Regions from separate parts of the Mus musculus genome. Here region 2 is linked to region 1. A link is a contact called in public targeted proximity ligation data. All regions are on one chromosome and are shown on one strand. The core of a region is the stretch at or near the end of the contact, and the rest is flanking DNA. Distances in the headings are between cores, read along the strand shown. Region 1 overlaps Trpm6 (transient receptor potential cation channel, subfamily M, member 6). Region 2 overlaps Gm50212 (a long non-coding RNA gene).

Region 1 (7,306 bases), core at 3,542-6,041:
AGTTCAGGTTGATGAAATGCACCCCAAGGTGGTTATTTCCTTTCTGAATGACAGTCTCAAACACAGTAGTACAAGGAGGAGAAAAGGATATATAGAGTCAGACCAGCTTAAGCCTATGTCCTGCTTCCTCTTTAAGAGCTGTGTAACCTGAGGCAAATTATTTATACTTTCTGGTCCTAAATTGTCAATAATATATGCTTTGAGGTGCTGCTTCTGGGATTAAATGAGGTCATTTTTATGAAAACTTCTGGGCCAAGTCCTTTATTTGACCCCAAAGCTCCAGTCCATGAGCCCAAAAACTAAACTTCAGCCATAACACACATTCTGTGTCCTCCTTACAAGGAAAGCCTGCTGGAGACGCTCTGATGTTCTGTGGAATTAGACATCCAGCAGGAGGTGGGGATAGTGGGAAATTCTCTGATCAAAGGCTTCCATTAAATAAGAGTGCACTGCAGCCCTTTTTTGGAGCCAAGGACTTCCCTGAACTGTCATATCAAGGGATATATCAAAGAAGGCAAGCTAAATTATAAATTACCAAGGCAATAAACTCCATATAATGAAAAGTATCCAGAATTTAAACTTCCCCATGTATGTGAATACAAATCTAAATTTTCTGGTAAGCATAAGGCAAGGCAAAGGGTAACACCAAAACAAAGTACAAAAGCCATTACCCATTGAGTTCAATGTTTAAGATCTAAGCATGACTCTGTGCCTACATTTTCCCCTCAAAGAAGAAAACAGCAAACTGGGTACTCATGTTCATCAGTGTGCAATATTTCTGAACTAAACACCTAAATCTCTCTACCAAGCTAGGTAGAACACCTCCATGTGTCCATCCTAGTTCTTGTAAGATTTCTGGAAACTCTACATTTTCAATTAATTACCTTGCAAATCTAAAACCAGCAGCTCTCCCCGGGTATATTCATAGGTCCAGTGAGAGAAAGCCAACATCAGTTCTTCCAGGGTATTGGTGGGAGCTATTTCATCACCATTGTTGTTATTGTATTTCCGGAACTCCCCTGTCATGTACTTCTCAATGGTTAACCATTGGTTGGCTGAATGGCAGTAGACCAAGGAAACCTCGAGAAACCTGTGAGGAACAAAAGAAGCCAATGATGCCCCAACTCACACACAATATAGCAAGCATGGCAGCTACCCTACAGAGCACTCGGCTGCACAAATCACCAAACCTTGGCCTTTCTATGGAAGGAAGGAAAAAGACAGCTGGGAGGTTTGTTCCCATGCTTACTTGCCTCCCTTTTCTTTGAGAAAACTTTCCAACTATTTTATGAGTACCGAGTCCAATTTTTCTTGCCAGGCTCTATAAAATTTCTTGTAAAACAGGGGGGAAAGGCTTTATTCTAATTCCTCCACACCAAATTATGATCTGCCTTGATAAGTGAATACAAGCATATCAAGACACCCCAGGGGAAATTGTGAGTATTCGTGATTACAAACTTCCTAATTGGTTTAGGATGCTAGGGAAGTAACTAAGCTTTAAATAGACATGATTTGGGGCCATAATACCCCTGGGCATTAGCAACTGCACCCAGGATCTGCCTGTCTCACCTAATTGAAATGTTGATCATCAATCTGCTTGAACTTTTTTCCACTCGCATAATTTTAGGAACTTAAGCCAAGGTATGTCTGGAACATCTAATTATCTTTATACCAGTCTGTACAACTTTGGAAGGAAGAACCCCGAAAAGCACCATTGGAGAACTTCCCCGTGGGTCTGGTATTTCTAAAGTCTAATGGGCTGAGAAGAGGTTAATAGGAATTCTTCTTATAATGAAGAGCCACAGTGCCAGGTTTACTCACCTTGGTGTATAGGGAATGGTTTGTGGTTTTACTTGGTTAAAGGTATAGATGAGTTTTTGGGCAGCTCTTTGCTGTTGAATTTCCTTGAGAGAGAGAGAGAGAGAGAGAGAGAGAGAGAGAGAGAGAGAGAAAGAATTATTTAAAATATATATACCAAATGCATATGTGATCAATGTCAGTTACTCGTATAATTCTAGGAAAAGACATGAGTTTGGGACAGTATCAGAGGACATGGGAGAAGTTGGAGAGGGAGACAGAAGTGGCAATGTTGTAAATACAGCATTTATTAAATTCCCAAAAAATTTAAATAATTGTTCACTAACATACATAGTCTTGCTTATAAAAGATCTTTATATCAGCCTGTATAACTATGGAAGGAAGAACCCAAAAAGCACCATTGGAGAACTTTCCCATGGGTCTGGTATTTCTAATGTCTAATGGGCTGAGAAGAGGTTAATAGGAATTCTTCTTATAATGAAGAGGCACAGTGCCAGGTTTCTAGACTGCCCAACATTTAATATTATTTACCTTCTACCACTCTACCCACAAAGCAAATGTCCTTTACAACAAAAATAAAAAAAACTACCACCTTCCAAAACTAAAAGACTCTTTTTCAGTTGAGGAAAATCCATCTTAGATAAAGATGTAGCCAAAGACCTCTGTGTTGTTATGTTCTCCTTTCTGGGATCTCGGTATCTAAGGTTCTGGCTTACCCTAAGGCAAAGATGAAGCACAGTGCTCTCCTGGAAGATTTTATACCACGTCTGCACAACCTCGGGGAGAAAAGACTTCACAATGAAAACCTGCCCAGGCTTGAGAACATCATCCTCAGACCAGGTGCTGATAACTCGCATGGCTTTGCGGAGACCCCCATCCATTTCCTCTTGTGACAGCACCTGAATCATGGCAGCTCTGCCATGCTGCGACCAAGAGGACATGCTCTTATCCAGGGTCAGAGGAGAACTTTCTTCAAGCTTGTAGATGGTCACTTCCTCTCCTGCTGCAATAAGAAGTGAAAGCCAGTTAAATAAAATACGGGGTCTGGAGTGTGCTTGGTGCCCTGAAGATCAACTCAGAATCTGTTCAGCTGTGTCTGTCATCAAAGGAGGGTACAGCTAGCAGGAGCTAGAGCAGAGTCAAGGTACAAATTGGCCTGACTTGCCCTCCAGTGAAGGTGGGGAGGGTAAGGAGGAATAAACCATCAAATGGCATATAAGAATTAAGTTGTACTTACTATAAACTAACTAGTTATCGGTATTAAAAGCAGTATAAATATGTCAGCATTGTTAGACTTTTTATTGGAGACATGATTTGCTTTATAATTAAGGCTAACCTAGCTAGCAATCATTACATATCACAGACTAGCTCCAAATCTTTGGTCCGTTTGCCCTACCTCCTGAGTGGTGAGATTATAGGCATGTGATAATGACACCCTGGCTTGAGACAAATATATCTATGGAAACAATTTAACCTGTATTTATTCATTACTAGCCCCCTAAGGAGCAAGCAGTTTTACAACTATCCTTCATATAATATACACATATCTATATGTTTATCCATGCTTTTATACATAAACAACATGATGGATTTTGTTTTCTGGGTGTGGTTTTGCTTGTTTCTCCTGCTCTGCAAAGGGTAATTTTACTTCACCAATAATGCATGTTTTTACCCAGTGGAAGTCACTCGATTGCAAGTTCATACCCTGAGCTTTTGAGCTTGTCAGCAAGCTACTGAAACCCTCCATTTCCTCCTCAGCAAGAATGAATGATAACATTTGTTTCAGTGGTTTGCTGTACAGATTACATATGTCATCAGGCTTAGAGCAAGCTAGGACCTCAGGAACAGACTTAGCCCCACTTAAAAATACTGAATCCATAAAACACTGCTCTCACTTTAAGCTTAGAGAACAGAAAGGGCTCACCCCTGGGCTTGGGTATCTTATTGCTGCATAAGAGGAGTAACAATCCACACAGAAGTTCTCTCTCGGTTGTAGCCCATTGCTTATACCTTTTATACCTTCCTTATATCTTTACTTCAGATATCCCCTATGTTATTATTATTGTTTGCCTCCTTGTTTGTTTTCTGTGAACACCATATGAAGTTACCAAATCTATTCTCTCAACCTCATATCTAGTTCCTTATCAATTCTGGAGACTGTGTGGTATATTCTCAAATGTTTATTCTTGATGCTCAAAGTAAACACCACTGAAGAGCTCTTTGGAGTCCTAATTCCTTTAGGACTTTAGAGAAGAGCTATTGATTTGCAAAATGAACCATGGAGCCAAGAGGAAGAAGAAATCGTCTGCATAAACAATCAGTAGCCAACCTGGTCTTTCCCCCATTGGAACAGTGAGAAGAGACTGAGGAGGGAAGGCAGTGTAGGGACCTTTGTTACACTGTCAACTGTGCTTCATTCTGCTAGGCAGAAAACCTCGGGTACCCTTGGCTAACTCGAACTTGCTTCTCTTTACTTCTCCAGATTTTAAAAGCTACATTTGCAGTCGGAGGAAAGAGCAATCCACGGATGTGAAACAAAACAAACAAATATAAAACAACAAACAAAGGATTTCTCTTCCCATGCCTGTCAGCTTTCAGCATACTGACATGCCGTGCTTTCTTCTGTGTTCATTATATAAGGTTGGTTTGTTCTTTTCTTCCCGATGCGTGTGTCCGGCCTCAAATCATTGAATGCCAGGTGCAGGATCACGCTTGCTTCCCAACCGCTGACCCATGGAGGTCCCAGCCCCACAGGCTCAGCTTCTGACCCTAAATGCTGCCCACAGTAGTTAACAATCTCTACTTTGGGAAGTGAATCTCCTTAATCTACAACGTGGACAAAATAAAATTTGTGAGTCAAACGAGGCACATGGTGTCTTTTCTGTTGCACGCTGACATTCAGTCTACCCTTGCCTAGCCTCGAGAGGAGGGAGATGTTACTCACTGAACAGCTGGATTGGTGTAAACGGTATGGTCTGAGACAGTCTCATTAAATTATTCCTTTCAATGGCTGCAAACAAAAACAGATTGACTACTTTAGGACTGTATCAACAATTAAACCTACAGAAAGCCACACACACAAGAATACACATGAATTCCAGAATATTTCATTTCAAGCATCCTTTATTTTTTCCCACTAGCAAAAACTATTATATATAATAGTTTTAAATATAAAGTGCACCTTAAATCAAAAGGATATCTTAGTCTTAGAAAACTTTTATATGAGGTTATATAACATGGTCTATGAAGGGGCTATCTCTTTTCTCTCCCAATAACAAATGAGACACTAATTCAAATAATGTATGATTCTTTCTTATAAATGGTTTTTAATCTATGTTCCACATTCTCTAGTTTCCTTTTTCCGAAGCAAACTCAGTGCACAGTGGTCTGTGGGGACATCTACTGTTGGTTTTGTGGAGTTTGCCTTCTTTTTCCCAGAGAGGATGGAACACTAATTTTAATTAGAAGCGAGTGATCTGCATTTTCCTGCCAAGAGGCATAGCCTAACAGATCAGAGTCTGTGCAAGTTACAGTATTCCTCGCTAGAGACTCTCTACAGCTGGCAGTTAGAGTCAAAATAATAGATTACTGCTGAGCTAGAGGAGTCAGTCATAGGAGCCTAGACTGAGGAGGCAGGAATCCACAGATCCATTATTCACCACAGAGGAGAATTCAGAATAAGACAGTTTATTATGGGACCCTAAACAAATGACCTTCATATAATAAGACCAGTAATTACAGTGCTGGCAAGGTCTTGTTCACACTGAGTGTTAAACTCAGTAAAAGCCCTGTCCTTGTGTTATCTCGCCCACTGAGAGCTATGACCCTGGAGGAACCATAACGTGGCATAAGTCCAGCTGGTCTAAGTTAGTGTGCATCTCAAAACATTTGCCTCTTAATTCTCAACTAGCCCTTTGGCAGACTGTCCCTCAGAAAGAGCAAGGACAATCATTCCTACTCTCAAAGAAAGACAACTGAAGTGCTATGAAGCATTGCCTAATGACAGAGTCGAGATCCTTGGCATCTCTGCTAAATGGCATCTTTGCAAGGCACATTTGTTGGCCTTATTCTGTGGGGGGGGGGCCTCTATTCAGTGGTTATGTTCACTGAGGGATCTGGAGGGTACAAACCTACCTTTAAGAAGGACTTTCAAGTCTGCCCTTTCCCAATTCAAAATATTGGGATCAGGCTGGGGTTTAGCTCAGTGGTAGACCACTTTTCCAGCAAGGCTCTGAGTTCAAGCCCCTGAATGGCAATAAAAAAGGAACAATACGAAGAAAGATGCTCAAAACACTAAAATATATGGCTTTTGGCTAGCACTGAGCTTGCAAGGAAATTTTAGACACTAAGGGCTTCTTCTTCCAAATTTGCCAACACACATGCACATTTTTTATGTGAATTTTCTTAAATCCCAACAACTTGTTCTTTTGAGTCTAATTATTCCAGCCATTCGAGTAAATAATTTTCTGAATTGAAGCAGTGTTGACAATGTGGAGTTGATGGACGCTTATGTTTACAAGTGTAGAATCCCACACATTTTGCTCAGTTGACCCATCTGTGCACACACACTTCCTACCTGAATAATGGTGGTGAGGCTCTTGAGGGCTTTTTAAGGAGGTTGAGATCTCTGCAATCATAGAAATGATTGGCATTTTAATTACTTGGCTAGAGATAAATACATGTTTATACACTGCCTTCAACGTTACTATTAAACGGCTTAACCGGAATACCTTCCCACTATTCAGAAACGCTTGCCCAATATCCTTTCGTGCATTATTGCGCTGCTTGCTATCCTGACAGCTTCCAATCATCGGTGCAATATCTCCAAGCATATTTATATGGGGAATTGGAGAAAGACAGGTAATATTAGCCTCAAAGTATATTTCCTCTGAACCAATTACACCTCTGGGTTACAGGAGGCACACAGCTGCCCATCATGACATCCCAGAAGCATGATTCTCTGAGTTCTTTGCCAAGATGCACCTAACCATGCAAAGACAATATTAATGCCAAGTTATTAGCAGACTACATTACTGACCAAAACTAATGACAAAACATTACATCTGTGCCAGATACATAAGAAGAGGTGGCCAGTATCACATCATGGGATTTGTTAAGCTGTACCAGGACCCTGTGTTGGAAATCCAACACCTCCAGTGTTAGCTCACTCTTTTCTATCTGTTCCATCCCTAAATCATAAGGCTCAGGAGAAATCCTTTGAAATGGTTTTGCTGTTCCATGAAAATCAAAATTAAAGTGGAGAAACTTCAGTCCCTTGGCAGCAACTGCTTTACACCTACAAGAATAAACAGCAGAGTGAGCCCACGTTTAGGGAGCGCCCTGGCCCCTGATGCCGGATAAAGAATGGAGCAAGCATCCTTAAAGGTGGCATGCTGGGGACGTCAGTCAGCAGAAAAGACTTCCATTTCTGAATTCGGTCGGCAATGTAGGCTTTCAGCTCCCACTACGGGTCACTCCAGGCATGAGC
Region 2 (7,306 bases), core at 2,457-4,956, 370 kb before region 1:
TCAAGGAAGAAAAGTGATTGATTGGTGATTCTACAACAGCCTTGAACTACAGCAATGACCACCATGGTAAGAATTCCAGAAAACTGGAATAAGAGGCACTCAGATATTGTTGGTAACCTACAACTATCTAATTGGACATAAGACCAACTCAATAGGAAGAAAAATATACTAGAAACTGGGCCAATTTTATGGAGCTAGTTAGATCTTTGAAAAGAATCTACTACCACTACTTTGCCAGACAACGTAATTCCTAACTACATTTAAACTCTTTATCTTTAGACCAACAGATAAGTATAGCTGTCACCTTCATTGAAGAAGCTTCCTTTTATAGCAAATAGAGACCATCACAGAAAACAACTATATTCAATGTAGATACCAATGGATTGTGGGAAGACCAGTCCCAATAGACACATCTATATAGTACATCTCCTGTATCTCTGTCTCAGACAACATCACAAAAGATGATACAGAAAGATTATGAGAGCCAGAATATCAGGAACTCTGCTACAAAATTGTCTTTTACAGAAATAGCTACCTAACAAGGTCTGAGCAATGACAATATCAATAAACATGCAGAGCATAAAGAAAGAGCTCCCAGGGTGGTTATCTGAACATTGTTACATTGCCCTGAATCCTGATAGACAGAAAATCAACAGAAGTGTGCCCTCACAAGGAGACTAGCCATAAAATTCCCAGTGCTATGACATACCAGTCACAGTCTATCATGTCACTCCCCTGAGAAAGGTGACCTTGAACCTATGGAGGATTAATGGGTCATTACCCAACCCAACATCCTTACTCTATTCAGAGTCTTTTTGATCAGTCCACTGGTATCTACCATCCTCCCACCAAAATAAAGTTGCCAAAGAGAGATAAATGATATGCTCAAATTGACAGACATAAGGTAAAAATTAAAGGTATCCAGAACATTCCTGCTCAGAACAATGCCAACCGAGTTGATCACCTTCATGGCACATGGCTGACAAGGTGCTAAGCTCTGCTCCACGTAGTCCTCATACCTTGTCTTAGAAAATATCATTAAAAATAACAAAATGGAATATTATTTTGGCATGGGGTCTCTGTAATAACTGTCTTGTGCAGGAAGGCATTTGCTGCTCCAACAGCCTGCAGTCATTCTGATGTGACTAGCTCATGCTTAAATGGTACATTCTTCCCAAAGGCAACAGCTGTTGGAGTTTTCTAGTTGGGCTGTTTGCTGTCTGCAAACAAAGTTCCCATCAAGTGGAAGATTCTAAGTGTATTTTTCCAAGAGGTTTGCATTCATTTAAAATTTTCTCCTGGCCTTTTTCCCACAAGATTTGGGGCTGTTATAGAGACATGCTATGGAAATTTTCTCCTCTCAACAGATGCCACCATTAAGTAGGATGCAAATTTCTAGATTTAAAAGAGAGATTGGATCACAGCACACAGTCGGGTCTTGTTACTTGAGTCTGTAAACAATCAGCCTTCTTTATTATTTAATCATCAGAAAGAGCTTTTTTTCCTTTCATGTAAAAGAAGATGAACCTTAGAATAAGAATTTGATGGCATAAAATAACCTAAAATGTTGGGTCAGGACTAATCTGAAAATGTCATGTTTTCGTCCTTTACAGAAGGGAACTAAAATAAACCTTAATGGAGCCTCTTCAACATAAACAGTGAGGAGCAGAAATTAAGATTGCAGTTTGGAAAGGCATGAGCCTTAATGAAAGTGTGTGCAGCATGCTTGATTGCTGACTAGTCTCTGTCCCCTGGTATGCTCTCTGACCTCTTCAGGAAATCGATGTCTCCCTCTGCTCCTTCACTTTTCCATATGACACAAATGTCAGGACAGCCTGAGAAATTGCAAACAACTACAATGATGTGAGGAAAAACAGGATAGTCTCATTGAGCATATTTGCATATCTTGCATGTTTGGTGGGGTAGAAACACATACTTCCATTTCTTCCCTGCCTTTCCTTCAAAAAATCCAGTTCAAAGGATAGAACAAAGATGAAGTAACATGTCAGACCTATGAGATGCAAGTCTGTTTCAGAGATCCTGGCAACATTTATTCTACATTGTCTAGAGCAGAAAGCAACAGTAGCTGCACTCAGAACACCAGCATGTTATTTACTAGCCTGGGGTCTGATGAAATGAATTAAAGTATTCTTTGGGTTATCACTGGAAAATACAATAAGAAGTAAATGGTGGATTACTTCTCAGCAAATATCTTCTCTATGAATTCCCCTATACCCTCTTCTTCACCTGTTAGAGATAAATAAAATGAAGTCAGATTTGTAGAAATGGTAATAGATTTGGGCTTTTAGCTCTTGGTTAAGTTCAGCACTAGAATTTGAATTTGAAGTTACCCAGGCCAAAACTTGGTTTATGTGATGAAGCAGGTGATATTCTTAGTTGATAAAATGATTCAAATTAGTACTCTAGAGTGAGTATGTTGAATTTAATTTTTAGTTATTGTACAAGTGCGTGTGCCCTTAGTGATCAAACCAAAGTGCTTAATCATACATATGACCAAGCTGAGTTAAATGATCCAGTTCCTTGCTGAATTTCTCATCTAGGTAGAAGACTGATAAGAGTCTTAAGTTCCTCATTCAAAGCTGTCCTACACAATATATATATATGTATATATATGTATATATACATATGTATGTATATATATATATATATATATATATGTATATATATATATATATATATGAATCTGAACAGTAAGATACTTCTTTTTCACTGTAGGTTCTGGAAGCTTCCTCCACAATTGATGTCTTCTTTTATGCATTTGAGACAAATGAATATATTGTTCCAAAAAAAAAAAAAAGAGATTTGCTTACAAAAGATTTCCGTCAAGGACAAGAAGCCTACCATGAATGAAAATGTTCCATTGTCCCAATCCTATGGTAGTCTCTACTGAAATTATCTATGCTACGTTTCATTTCTTTTGCATAGGATATAAATTAAGATGCCGATTTCATACTTAAATTTTTGTATTAGAAACCTAAGTGTGTTGGTGAAGGGGTTCCATCTGCTACTAACTAGCTTGATGATTTTAAAGAAAGTATTTCATGGCTATGTGCCTTGGTTTCCTCCTCTACAAAATGAACTGTAGCTATATCCACCTGCCATCTGTGGAACGCAAGACCATCATTAATGTGAAAATGGCTTGTGGAATTAAATCATTTGGGTGGGACAATGATGGTGACGACACTGATGATGAATATACCAGGACTTTGTAGGTGCTGTGGTTGACTCAGTAGGATTGCCAATCTTAGGATCGAGCCATTTATTTCTCAGACACTGAGCTGCCTGTATCACTCCCTGAGTCATATTTGACTCACAGCTAGATTTTATATGTTGCTTCCTGGTTATTAGGGGCTAGAATCTGCCTTAACTACTAGATTTCTCTGATCACTGTTACAGCTTCCCATTGCCACCCCCACCCCTTATCCATCCAGTGTGAACTGGTCCTCTGTTGTAGCCTCTTGAAAGTCCATGAAGCCCAGACTGGATTTCCATGGATACAAGCAAACCTTTTGTCTTGCTCTGTTTACATTTCTCTTTGAGCAATCAACCTCAATTGACAGGATGCCTGCTAACGGCCTCCTCCCCCTCCTAACTCTTCCACAAAGGGTGCTGAGGTAAGAGATGACATAAAGACAGGATTTGGTTGCACAGAACTCTGGAATTGTGCTTTGTAAAGAGGCTGAGTCACCTATTTACATTTGTTGAAAGGACTGAAAGTACAAGCAAAAGTGCTGCCCATTTATGAGTCAGCTCTGCTCTCTCACTCGTGGGCATAAAAACTCTGGAAACAGGAATTGACCTGTGACGTGAAACAATGCGTGAGTAGAGAGTATTTTGTGTCATGAGTCTACCGATTCAGGGCAGAAAGAAAAATGATCAACCCTACCTCCTGAAAAGACACGTTTTCCATTTTCATCCCCTTCTAATTTTTATCCACGTGAAGTGCCTAGAGCTGTTAAATCAAATTCTTACTACTGTCAAGTGTCCAGCAGACTTGCTGGGAAGTCTGAATAACATCAGAATAAAGGCACTGGCTTTTGCTCAAGTCACTGTGGCTTCAGGTTTGAATTTAGGTAAATAATCAGGCTCTTTTCCTTTCATAAATAAATACTTGACTTCAGAAGTAGGAGTGAGTTGACAAAGTTATCTTTTCTCTGAAAACAATTTCCAAAATTCATATGTTGACAATTTGATTTCAGATCAGACATGAACACCTCTTCTACATCATGTGGACATAGGTTTGAGGCTGACAAGCTCCAGGGAGCTGAGCTGCCCTGGGGATTCTTGGTGTGGTGTTCTTCCATGTAATTTGAGGGACTGAACAATTTGTAAACCTTATCACTATAGACTACATTAATACCTCTGAAGTAAATTACACATTGAAAATATTTTTTCTGTTATATTTCTTCAAAGTTTACTAAAAATGCCTTTAGTTAGCACTTCTTAAATTTTATCCAAGAACTGCCCTTTAATTTCTTGATATATAGTCAATGTTTGGGGATTTTATTTTATTTTATTTTTTTGGTTTTTTGGGGGATTGCTTGTTTGCTTTTGGTTTGCCTTTCTTTTTTTTTCTTTGCAGTGGAAATAACCACCAGCTTCTAAAACAGAGAAAATTACATCCATCCCCCCTGTCTCTCACCTGCACTTTTGTTTCCTGCAATCAAAGATTCCTTACTTAAAAACCTATCAGCAATAAAATTCCTATTGACTAAAGTCTCTGCCATGATTTTTGTTCATGATTATCTTGCAAAGTTAGCCACACTACAGAACCAAATGCATGCATGTAGGAACTTACCTTGTGAACTTTGGCTCATGCCTGCATTGGTCCTCAGTTTGCTTACAGACACTTGCTTTGCGGCCTCTGATGGAATGACACCTCCTACCACTGCATCCTGGAACTTCAGTGTGCTTATCACAACCAGCACAGGTGACATGATGGAGTTGGCTAGTCTCTGGAGAAGATCTCAATAAGTAAGGAGTCTCAGGTTGTAATTATCCAGGAGGAGGAAGCTGTAGTTGCTAATGTTTGTATACAACTTCAAGTCTGGCCCATACGGGAAAATGCTTTGCCCATTTTCCCAGATTCTTAGCATCTCTTTTTTTCCATTTTTTATTAGGTATTTAGCTCATTTACATTTCCAATGCTATACCAAAAGTCCCCCATACCCACCCACCCCCACTCCCTACCCACCCACTCCCCCTTTTTGGCCCTGGCGTTCCCCTGTACTGGGGCATATAAAGTTTGCAAGTCCAATGGGCCTCTCTTTCCAGTGATGGCCGACTAGGCCATCTTTTGATACATATGCAGCTAGAGTCAAGAGCTCTGGGGTACTGGTTAGTTCATAATGTTGTTCTGCCTATAGGGTTGCAGATCCCTTTAGCTCCTTGGCTACTTTCTCTAGCTCCTCCATTGGGAGCCCTGTGATCCATCCATTAGCTGATTGTGAGCATCCACTTCTGTGTTTGCTAGGCCCCGGCATAGTCTCACAAGAGACAGCTACATCTGGGTCCTTTCGATAAAATCTTGCTAGTGTATGCAATGGTGTCAGCGTTTGGATGCTGATTATGGGGTGGATCCCTGGATAAAGAAGGACACATGCTCCACTATGTTCATAGCAGCCTTATTTATAATAGCCAGAAGCTGGAAAAACCCAGATGCCCCTCAACAGAGGAATGAATACAGAAAATGTGGTACATCTACACAATGGAGTACTACTCAGCTATTAAAAACAATGAATTTATGAAATTCCTAGCCAAGTGGATGGACCTGGAGGGCATCATCCTCAGTGAGGTAACACATTCACAAAGGAACTCACACAATATGTACTCACTGATAAGTGGATATTAGCCCAAAACCTAGGATACCCAAGATATAAGATACAATTTCCTAAACACATGAAACTCAAGAAAAATGAAGACTGAAGTGTGGACACTATGCCCCTCCTTAGAAGTGGGAACAAAACACCCTTGGAAGGAGTTACAGAGACAAAGTTTGGAGCTGAGATGAAAGGATGGTCCATGTAGATTCTTAGCATCTTATCCTTTTCAGGACTTCACTCAGGCAGAGCTTCCTCCTCTCCCTTTTCCCCATGATATAAGGTGTATATCACTATTGCCTTAGACAGTTTTACATGTATTTCCTGAAGTATAGAAAGCATGAAAGACCCCAGGATCACTAAAGCCAGATCTTGACTGGTGGGCCCTGTAGTTTGTTATATTCCCCTGAGCTGAGACACAGCAAACTCAAATGTGATAGGAAGTCTGTTTTTTTTTTTCTCGTCTCAACTATAAATATGTTAGAGATATTAATTTTTCTTTATTATTACTTATTTGCATGACTGAGAAAAGAGGAACTTGCAGGTACCACTACACACATGAGGAAGCCAGAGCCAGTGGACAACTTTCTCTCCTTCCATCATGAGGACCTCGGATGAAACTGAGTTTGTCACGATTGGCTGAAAGTACTCCTACCTGCCGAGCGTTGCTCTGGCACAACAGGTCTCAATATCTGACTGTTCGTATCCTTCTCCAGTGCCGTATTCTGCGTACATTAAAGAAACTGGTGTAAACAAATTGCTATCCCTTGTCATCTCTCCTATCAACTGGAACATTTGAACAAAGCTACAACTCTGCCCACATCCTGGGCTTGTCTATCAAAGTTAATTAGGCATCATGTTTTTTCTAACAATGGTCTCTCAAAAAATCTATGAATTTTCATAATATATGGATGTGTGTGTATACAAATGTACATAAAATATAATGTCATACTATGTTACGTATATATATTATAGAATTATTTAAATAGATAATATTTACTTATACTAACCAGTAAATATACAATATACTTTGCTTTTTCCCTTTGCCTATGATATTTGAGTTCTGACATTTCCATAAGTATAAACAATGGGTAAGGATTTTGATCTATTAAACAAAATGCTTCAAGATGTCTTTAATTCAACTTCATGCATGAAGAATATCTTTACAAGATGCACAATGCCTTTTCACCAGGTTTCCTTGAGTTTATCCCAAGCATTATTAAGCTGGATTCTGGCTTCCATTCTTTCTGTGAAGCCAGATACTGTCTAGGAATTGCTCCTTTGAAGCAATCTTCCTTTTCTCGGTTGTCTTCAAAGTGTTTTGTTTTTTTTTTTTTTTTGTTTTTTTGTTTTTTTTAATTCACCCTAAAGTGTTTAGCTCTTTTATTACTGTAACCAGCTTAATAATGGATTTTTTCCATGCCGCAGTTTAATATGATTCTTGATTTTATATCTCCTTTTTAGAA

Evidence for each region.
Region 2: a targeted proximity ligation map of astrocytes shows a contact between it and region 1, with 2.7 times the contacts expected there. A contact is called at or near these places in 1 of 484 Hi-C or Micro-C datasets (cortical neurons) and 2 of 130 datasets of targeted methods (astrocytes and stem cell-derived neural progenitor cells).

The regions. Positions count from the first base shown.
Region 1 is chr19:18,871,351-18,878,656 of GRCm38.p6, reverse strand. Trpm6 (transient receptor potential cation channel, subfamily M, member 6) reads right to left here. Exons shown (of 39, transcript NM_153417.2): 32 at 6,395-6,445; 33 at 4,763-4,828; 34 at 2,535-2,821; 35 at 1,822-1,904; 36 at 885-1,090. Among named protein-coding and RNA genes, the nearest start is that of Gm41814, 130 kb to the right of the region's middle.
Region 2 is chr19:19,243,326-19,250,631 of GRCm38.p6, reverse strand. Gm50212 (a long non-coding RNA gene) reads left to right here. Exons shown (of 3, transcript XR_003952876.1): 2 at 4,857-4,951; 3 at 6,373-6,597. Among named protein-coding and RNA genes, the nearest start is that of Gm25437, 29 kb to the left of the region's middle.